Regions from separate parts of the Gossypium hirsutum genome. Here regions 1 and 3 are each linked to region 2. The links are chromatin contacts, called in public Hi-C maps. All regions are on one chromosome and are shown on one strand. Each heading gives the region's core, a stretch centred on a gene start, on an enhancer-like site or on the middle of the called end of the contact. The rest is flanking DNA. Distances are from core to core; before and after follow the strand shown.

Region 1 (3,166 bases), core at 575-3,074, 250 kb before region 2:
ATTCTAGTAGATACCAGAGTGTAGAGACCAAGCTATGATGCTCGATTTCAGGTCCGGAAAACATGAAGATCTTGTCTCTAATCCACCACGAGATCTATCTGCAAATGACAATATAAACAATCTCCCTGTGAGAGATTACGGGATTTGCATTCAACATATCACTCTGATTCAGATGCCTCTTCGGAATCAGACAAAGGTAAAAGGGTGCAAATGCCAAGCATATGTCCATTAAGACAGACATAATACTCAACAGAATCCTCGTAAGCACCTAACTTACAGCTTGCAGTCAGCGGTACCATATTAGCTTGTAACATGTTCCACAACTTTGCCTTACAATAGGGGCACACCGCTGTTGGATGAAGCTGGGCACCCCTGTCGATCAACATCCTCCGAACCTTTGAAACCATGAATGACTTGAACACACCTCGGAAAAATCCCACATCCCCATCATCCCCTTGGTCGAGATGTTCACAAGGGTCGGACACATATAAAACATCCGTTCTGCATTGTGGTAAAAGGAAACTCTTCCCCGATGTCCTTGAGAACCTAGTCCTATAAACAAAATGACCTGGGATTTGAATACTATTGAACAATCGACCACCACTACATCCCGAGCAATAAATAAGCAACTTTCCGAGTGCTCTCCAGTTCCCATCAACACTGTGACTTCCACAAGATTGCAGATCAAGCATCATTTTTCGGGCCCTTGTTTTGCAAAACTCCTTCCATAATACTCTCTTAGCAAGATCATCGAACCATTTGCATACACACGAAAGAGCGGCGATCAACTTGGGATTCCAATTCAATTGTTGAAACACTAGAAAAATCACATCTTCACTTAGATGCCCTTTCGTGCATTGACAACTAGACGAGTGTACGCAATGATACTGCTTCGTTATAATCATTGTATCGTCCCCCACTTGATACGTGCAAAAGAAACAATGATCATATGTCCTGTTTTGTACAAACCAACAAGACATCATTGTTAACCGCAACATTTTAGTACCTCAGAACATCCATTTCGAGAACAAGAAAGCTCGGAATAAGCTATAATAACCATCATTATTACACTAAAATTTCCATTTCAACTTCAAAAATCTTCATATTCCATAAACAAACTTTATCAATAACTACCTTTACAAATGTTTGCATATCTTAATGAAAGAACTTAACTTAGATTCTTAAGATTTAATACAACAATGCATGCCATTTAACTTACTAAAGTAAGATCTAAAAGGAAGACACTTCAATATGAAAGCCAATGTACTAATTGAGCTCAAATCACTAAAACCAAACAAAACCCATCTCAATTCTTCACTAAATTCTCCAAAATCCACAATTTAAATTGAAGGGAAAAAAAAAACACCATTAAAAGCAAAAATGTAAAAAGAAAAAAAAATGCAAGATCAAAGGCAAAGCTCTTTCTCTCACTTTTAAATTGAACGAAGCTTCCTCTTTAGTATAGACTTTGGAACTTTACATATAGACCAAAATCTGCAGGAAAAAATAAAGGAAGAAAATAAATTAGGGTTTTCAGCATATACTAAAAAAAAACCAACACAAAAAATTGAATCAATAAACAAGATTTTTTTGAAAAGAAAAATTAATTGAGAAATTCAAAATGGGTTTCAATCAATGATTGAAAAAAAAGGGTATTTATATAAAATTAAAAGAAAAAAAAGTAGTCTCCCAAAGAAATCAAATGGCAAAGAAAGGGAAATGAAGAGGAAGCAAAAAGAAGGGCTGCTTTTAGTGTTGAATCTAGGAGAAAGAACCGAAGGGGAAAATACTTGAAGATATTTTTAGAAAATTTAATCATAGAATTAACATATTCCTTCATGCATCAACGACCAATTAAATCAGTCCACGTACAATCTATTGAAATGTAAAATATTTTTAGCTGGAGTGCTTTTTATTACGTGGCATTGAATCATTGGAAGTGCTTTAAGGGATGGAAAATTGTAGTGTTCCGAGATTTTAGTTTTTTTACAGTTAGTTGTCGGGACCTAAAGCGGTAAAATGACAAAGTAATATACTGTATAAAAAGATTCTAAAGCCCTCTCGGCGAAACGAATTTTTTGGGATTTTAGTTGATCTTTTTAGCTTCGGTGGCACCTTCTCATTGGCTGTTCCATTTCTCCATTTTCTCAACCTCAAGAACTTGTTTGTTTTTCTTATTTTTATTGATTTTTTCTTAATTTATTTTTTAAAACATAAACTTATTTGATTAAAATATGCCATCAGTCCTTATACTATTCATAATTTTTGAATTTAATCCATGTAGTATTACTTTAAAATTTTAGACTATTTATTTTTCAGATTTCAAAATTTGAGATCTATTAAAACTGTTAAAATCATTTTATTAAATTTAGATTTACCGTAACGTCATTTTTTTTAAATATGCCAAAAAAATTATTAGATTCAAGGACATTGTTAGAGAGAAACAAAAAGGGGCTTTGGCTAGACGGGAACATTTTATTTTAGTCCTTTCCATAAGTTAAAACATTAAAAAAAAATTGTTAAACTTTTATTAAATGGAATAATTGCATTTTTAGACTGTGAAAGTTAATTATTAAATCTAAACTTTTTAAACATAAATTTTTAGTATTATTCCCTCCAAAATTTTATAATTTTATCTCGACTCTTTTATACAAAAATTTTGACTTCTAGTATTATTTTATTTACTTATGATACACAACATAGCATAAATTCCAAAACAAAAGCAAACCCTTCATATAACTCTATGATACAAGATGAACCATTTCCAAAGATGGTAAAAATCAGACCAAAGCTCCATAACCAATTTATTCTCTTAATATCATACTATAAATCGATTGTTTAAGTTCATCCTTAGCTCACCAACTGGCAACATTCGATAACGGTTTCGAGTCTTGAAGAGAAATTGCGGTTTCGAATGCACCAACTATGTCCATAACTTTATTTTTCCGGGTTTCGACAAGTTTATTCGCGGTTTCTTTGATCACATTATTGAATAAACTCTTTCCATCTATCTTCCCCTGCACATCTTTGTGTCTTGAAACAATGTCATTTGTGTCACCATCGGTTTCTCTTCCTCGACCGGACTTGAGACGCAACGGACCATTATTGCCCGAATTGTCCGCAGCTTCCGTATTTACAGTTTTATCTTCACCGTATTCAGTGACAG
Region 2 (3,004 bases), core at 242-2,741:
AAGATCAGTTACCCTAGTGAAATGTACTTACTAAACATTCATTTGACACCCAAAGAGTTCAATCATTCAATCCAATGTGCAAAGCAAAAGTGCATTCTACAAAGCCAGCTATGTTTCCAACAACTACTTATATAGAACCAGATTAAAAATAATAGTTATGTATATAAACATAATAAGGTAATACTCGTTCTCAATTAACACAACAAGCTAACGCAAAAATCAACATCCAAACTCACCCAACATCAGGCTGGCTCTTGAAAATGGTATGATCAGGCAGAGCACTAACATGGAAAAAGGGGCCCAAAATGCTAGTCATTTCGATGACACGTCCATTCAAGTAAACTCCTTTAGGAATCCACCATGGATGATTAACCAAGCTCTTAGCACCAACAGGGAACTTAACCAAATACAACAAAGCCCTCAAAGGTTGCTGAAAATTTCCCAAAGCTGAAACTTTCAAAACACTCCCTCTTAAATCCTCATACAAACCTTTTAAGATAGGATCCAAAGTATCAAAATCTGAATCCTTAAAGAAGTCGTCCAAAAACCCAGGTGGACAATCCACCCCACTTCCTAAATCATTCCCTCCAAACCCATCAAGCATTAGTCCACTTGAAACTTCAGCAAAAACTAAGGGAAGCAAAGGGGAACTGGAAGACAAAGAAGAACCGGCTTTGGGGTTACTATCTTTTAAATTCCCATTAGAAAACAAATCAGGATTTCCCAGATGAATCCTAGCATATGAAACAGCCAACTTCTTAGCCTGTTTAGCAGCAGATTCCATCTCAGAACGCAGCGTCTTGTCTTTCATGTTGGAAATCTTCTTGATTTCTTCATGAGCTCGCTTGTAACAACCAATGAGATAATTAAAAGGGGGTTCTGAATTAGGGAATTCACCAGACAGACGATCAATTAAAACCCTTTCCATTAGATCACGTGAAAGTAAAAGACTTTTGCCTTCACTTAAGATCTCAGCTGCGGTCATCTCTAGGTAAACAACCCTTGAATCAGAAGAAGAAGATGATGGGTTCTCTTTAAGGGTTACAAGGAAGATCTTCCTTAGGATTATATCTTCTATTTCTTCTGGGGTTCTTTGGGGTTTTTGCGTAGCCATAGTTTCGAAGAAAAAAAAGGGGATAAAAACTTGGTTTTTTCCCTTCTTTTTTTTCCTGAGAAACAAACAGGGTTCTCTCTATATTCCGGAGAGAGAAGAATAATTAGGCTTTGAAGAAAACTATGGAGGAAAACAGAGAAATAAAAATTGAGAAATAGGTTTCATGAAGATTGTAGGAAAAAGCTGATTGAGTTGCTCTCGAACTTGGTTCTGTTTTTCTCCAAAGTCTCTTTGTGGCCGTTGATTAGCTTGTTGATTCACTATGATACTGCCACGTTCAACTTTTTTGTTTCTCTGGAATCTCGTAAACTCTCCTCTTTCTTTCGTTTATCGCAAGTATACTTACAAATATTTTCAGATTTTTTTTTACTACCAAAATTAATTTATTTAATAATAAATAATATCTACTTAAATTTTATTTTGCATTGTATTATTTGGAATCAAAGCTAAGGATAATATTTATATTATTAAAATATTAATATTTTGTACTATTAAATATATTATAATTATCAAAATATTAATATAATCTTTTAATAAAATATTAAGAATTGCTTAAATTTTAATATTATTATTAAATTTGAAATTAATTAAATTTGTATTTGAAAACAAACTTGTGTAACGTCTAAAATAGTGTTTGAGACTAAAGTCAACTGTTTTTAGAATTGAGAATGAACAAAGTAGAAAAATAAATGTTCACAGAGTTTAATTTCTCTAAATCTGCTAAGCGTTGTTTAGAAAGATAATCTACTATACCTAGGATTTAAATAATTCTCTTCTAAGTTTTTCTCATACAACTCATTTGATTTTGTACTTAATGCACTCGCGAGAAATGTTCCATGATGAACAATAATAAGTGTTCTCATATCAGTACAATTGCAAGTCTCTTCAATTTATAAAGAAGTGAGACTTGCTAATATACTATATCAATTACAATCAATCTTCCACTAAAACTAGCAAGACAACAAGCATAAAAAATATCTCTAATGTGCTTGGGATGAATCTTGAATCTCCAATATATGCTTCCAAGTTTTAACCCATCCAATCCAATCCCACCAAACTTGGGAAGTTGATTGTGTTTATCCAATCCAAACAAATCCTCGGGATATGTTGTTATAACAAATTCAAAGTATCAGAAAGATTCAAAGCCAAATAATTTTTATTGTCAAAATTTGTCAACTTAAACATGACAAGTTTCTGAGTTGAGCAATACTACTGATCACTAAGAACTGCTCAAAAACTACCTCAACAATCTCTCCTTTTGACAATTTTTTTTGAACAAAACCATAATAAGAAAACATATTCAACAAGAGATACAAATGTTTGCCTAAGTAACTTTCCCTTAATTAATCAAACTTAAAACGTACATAATCAAACAAATTAATCAATATTAATGTCATTAAAGAGGATGATGGCATTAATAATTAAAATACTAGAAATTTTATATAAGTGAGCATAATCGAAAAAGGATATAAAAATATAACAACCAACCTATTTAAAATTGAGTTCAAAGTTCCCAACTTCAAAAAGATTTGAAAATTGAAAATCATTAAAGAAATAACAGTAGTCTACCCAACTCATCCTACTCCCTTTTTTTTGTTCAGTAAGTTTGCCAAAGTGTTGTTAGAGTTGCTTGGCTAGTAGATCATTCATCAAGGCTTAGCACCATGTACGTTGGCTTGAAGTTGTGGAATGATATGTTCTTGAGAGGCTATTTCAACATCCAAATGTTGTAGCATCCTTTGTTCAATGGTTGACAGTTGCCTAAGAGTATCAATTTCAGTGCCAACTAGTATAAGCACTGCATCTACAGGTTGAGCTTCAATATCAGGAATGACTTCAAGATTATCCTTAGAATGCTTCCCTTCAAGCCACTTCTAAGAAAACTTTAAT
Region 3 (2,733 bases), core at 27-2,526, 180 kb before region 2:
TCCAACCACGTACGTTCTATTATCATTCCTCATTTATCTTGCTCGTTCTCAAACAATAGACCCACCATGTGCCATATGGACTATTGTCCTTAGGTTGGGACCATTTTTCTTTTTTTCCACCCATCTAAGACTCTAATGAACTTCATACAACAAGTTATCGTCCATTATTATTAATTTTTATTTTGTTACAAAGTTGGAATTACATTATCATCATACAACAAAAAGTCACTGCATGAGATAACTGTTTAAAGAAAATATGTCTAGTATATATAAATAAGCAAAAGGAAGGGACTGTTCCTTGTGATAAGTAGTGATTTCTGCATTAGAAATTAGATTATATATTGTTTTTTTTACTACTAAAATAAATAGACAAATTAACCCATTTTTACTCGTTTAAATATTAAACTGGTAATTTCAGTTGAAATTTTTATCCATTTCTATTAATAAAAAACTGATATTGCTGATAAAATGATTAAATAGTTACATGGAGCGTGCCAAAGTACTAAGACCAATTTTTTTTTTAATTATTTCTTAAGGTATTTATTGAAGCGAGCCCAATAACTAATCCTTTGCATTCTGTATGCCCATTAAGGGGGTAGATACTGGTCACGAGTCAATAGTACTGAGACCAATTTTTAATAGTAGAAATAGATAAAACTTTTAATAGAATGATCAATTTGCTCTTTAATCTTACGTGGAGGAATTAATTTACCCATTTTTTAAGTAGAGAAGTCTAAATGCAATTTAACTTGATAAAAGTACTATAGAAGTCTTTGTACTAAGAGTTTGATTGTATTTTGCTTTCTTTACTGAAAAAATGGGGTAAATTAGTTTTTCCACGTTAGATTTGAAAGCAAACTGATATTTCTGTTAAAAGTTTTATCCATTTCCAATGTTAAAACTAGTCCCTTGAACATTAAAATGGCATGTGTAATTCTAATTATTTTATCAACAATGCTAATTTTTAATAGTATAAATGAATGAAATTTTACATACCGATTTTGCTCTTTAATCTAACGTATAAGGACTAATTTATCCATTTTTCTAAGTAAACGAGCAAAATACAATTTGACTCTTAATGTAAAGACTTTTATGATAATTTTATCCATTTAACTTCGAGTTACCATAATATTTTTACCGCAGTAACAAGCGAGATTATTGGGTTAAAAATGAGGTTTAAATTGGATATTGACAAGTGGCAAGGGTGTGGTTATGGTTGATCGAAGTCACGTTTATTTTAGAGTCATGGGGCATGGGTGTGGACCCAATGGTTGAGGCGTGAGGGGGTGGAACGAAGCCCACCACGGACTCGCATTCTGATCACACACACCCTTCATGTTCCGTGCCTGGTTTTGGCTTCTTTCTTCATGTGCTACCTGACACCCAAAAGCCCTCTCATTATTAATCCCTCCAAAAACTCCCATCCTTCCCAAACAACCCCTCTTTTTCTATTCCTCCTTCCTTCCTTTTCCTTCCATTCGCCCAATTCCTTTCTCTCCCATGGTTCCACTTTTCTCACCATGCCTTCTCAGTCCAACTTCTCCCTATCAAGGTTTCACTCTTTCCAAGTTTTCATCTCTCTTTGAAATCAAAATCTAAAATGGTTTCGTTATAATTGTGTTGTTCTTGTCACAGGTGGTTTGGACTTTTTCAACTTCCAAACTCAATGCCAGAGAGATCTGATAATGGTAGTGTTAGCGGCGAAACCAATGAAGAAAACCCAATTTCCTACACCGTAGAATGTTACGCTTGTACTCAAGTCGGTGTTCCAGTTTTTCACTCCACCAGCTGTGACCAAGCTCACCCACCGGAATGGGAAGCCTCCGCCGGTTCTTCCCTCGTTCCAATTCAAGCTCGTACGGCCGCCAAACAGAAGAAGACTCAACAGCCTGCCGCGCCTAATACTCGGCGACCTTCTGGTCCGTTCGGTCGGGTGCTTGATCCTAGGACCAAGCGAGTGCAAAACTGGAACCGGGCTTTCTTATTGGCTCGTGCAATGGCTTTAGCCATTGATCCTTTGTTTTTCTATGCTTTATCCATAGGAAGAGGTGGGTCGCCGTGCTTGTACATGGATGGTGGCCTCGCTGCCATCGTAACCGTCCTTCGCACGTGTGTGGACGCCGTGCATTTGTTCCATCTTTGGCTTCAGTTCAGACTGGCGTACGTGTCCAGGGAGTCGCTGGTCGTCGGTTGTGGTAAACTCGTGTGGGACGCACGTGCCATCGCTTCTCATTACGTTCGTTCCCTCAAAGGTTTCTGGTTTGATGTCTTTGTGATTCTGCCGGTTCCTCAGGTTCCTTTTTCTTACCCCTTATTTAATTTATAATTAATTTTCATTTTGTTATAATGTAAAAATTAATATTACATATCAATTAACTTTAAAATATATAATTTTTTTTAATTTTCTGAAAATTAATTAATAAAAAAGATGCCTAATTCGATTTTTGTTCCTTTTTTTTTTTCAAATCAGAGCAGTGCACGATAACCAAAATTTATTTCCTATAAAACCCACGTCTGACCTCACGGCTTCTTTTGGATTTTTCAACAATTTCATCCAAAAATATAATTATAATTTGATTTTGTTTTTCATTAAAATTTTGATTAAAATACGACATAAGTTTTTTTTTTTGAAAATTCAGAATTTAATCCTTGTACCTAATTTTTATATTTTAAAATTTAAATTTAACTTTTATTAAATGATATTTTAAAATTAAAAAAAATTCACTAGTATTT

Evidence for each region. A called contact is a pair of places that touch in the nucleus more often than the background predicts.
Region 1: a Hi-C map of leaf shows a contact between it and region 2, with 2.0 times the contacts expected there. The contact joins the promoter of LOC107888558 here to the promoter of LOC107888562 in region 2. A contact is called at or near these places in 4 of 34 Hi-C or Micro-C datasets (hypocotyl, leaf and petal).
Region 3: a contact with region 2 is called in a Hi-C map of leaf, with 1.5 times the contacts expected there. The contact joins the promoter of LOC121206609 here to the promoter of LOC107888562 in region 2. A contact is called at or near these places in 6 of 34 Hi-C or Micro-C datasets (hypocotyl, leaf and petal).

The regions. Positions count from the first base shown.
Region 1 is chrA09:2,755,915-2,759,080 of Gossypium_hirsutum_v2.1, forward strand. LOC107888558 (EID1-like F-box protein 2) reads right to left here and starts at 1,825. Exons shown (of 2, transcript XM_016812712.2): 1 at 1,432-1,825; 2 at 1-954. The coding sequence starts at 905. The coding sequence ends at 159. LOC121206743 reads right to left here. Exons shown (of 1, transcript XM_041077825.1): 1 at 2,856-3,166. The coding sequence ends at 2,856.
Region 2 is chrA09:3,001,845-3,004,848 of Gossypium_hirsutum_v2.1, forward strand. It overlaps LOC107888562 (probable ubiquitin conjugation factor E4), which reads right to left and starts at 1,492. Exons shown (of 16, transcript XM_016812715.2): 1 at 237-1,492. The coding sequence starts at 1,114.
Region 3 is chrA09:2,825,716-2,828,448 of Gossypium_hirsutum_v2.1, forward strand. LOC121206609 (cyclic nucleotide-gated ion channel 2) reads left to right here and starts at 1,277. Exons shown (of 7, transcript XM_041077630.1): 1 at 1,277-2,293. The coding sequence starts at 1,667.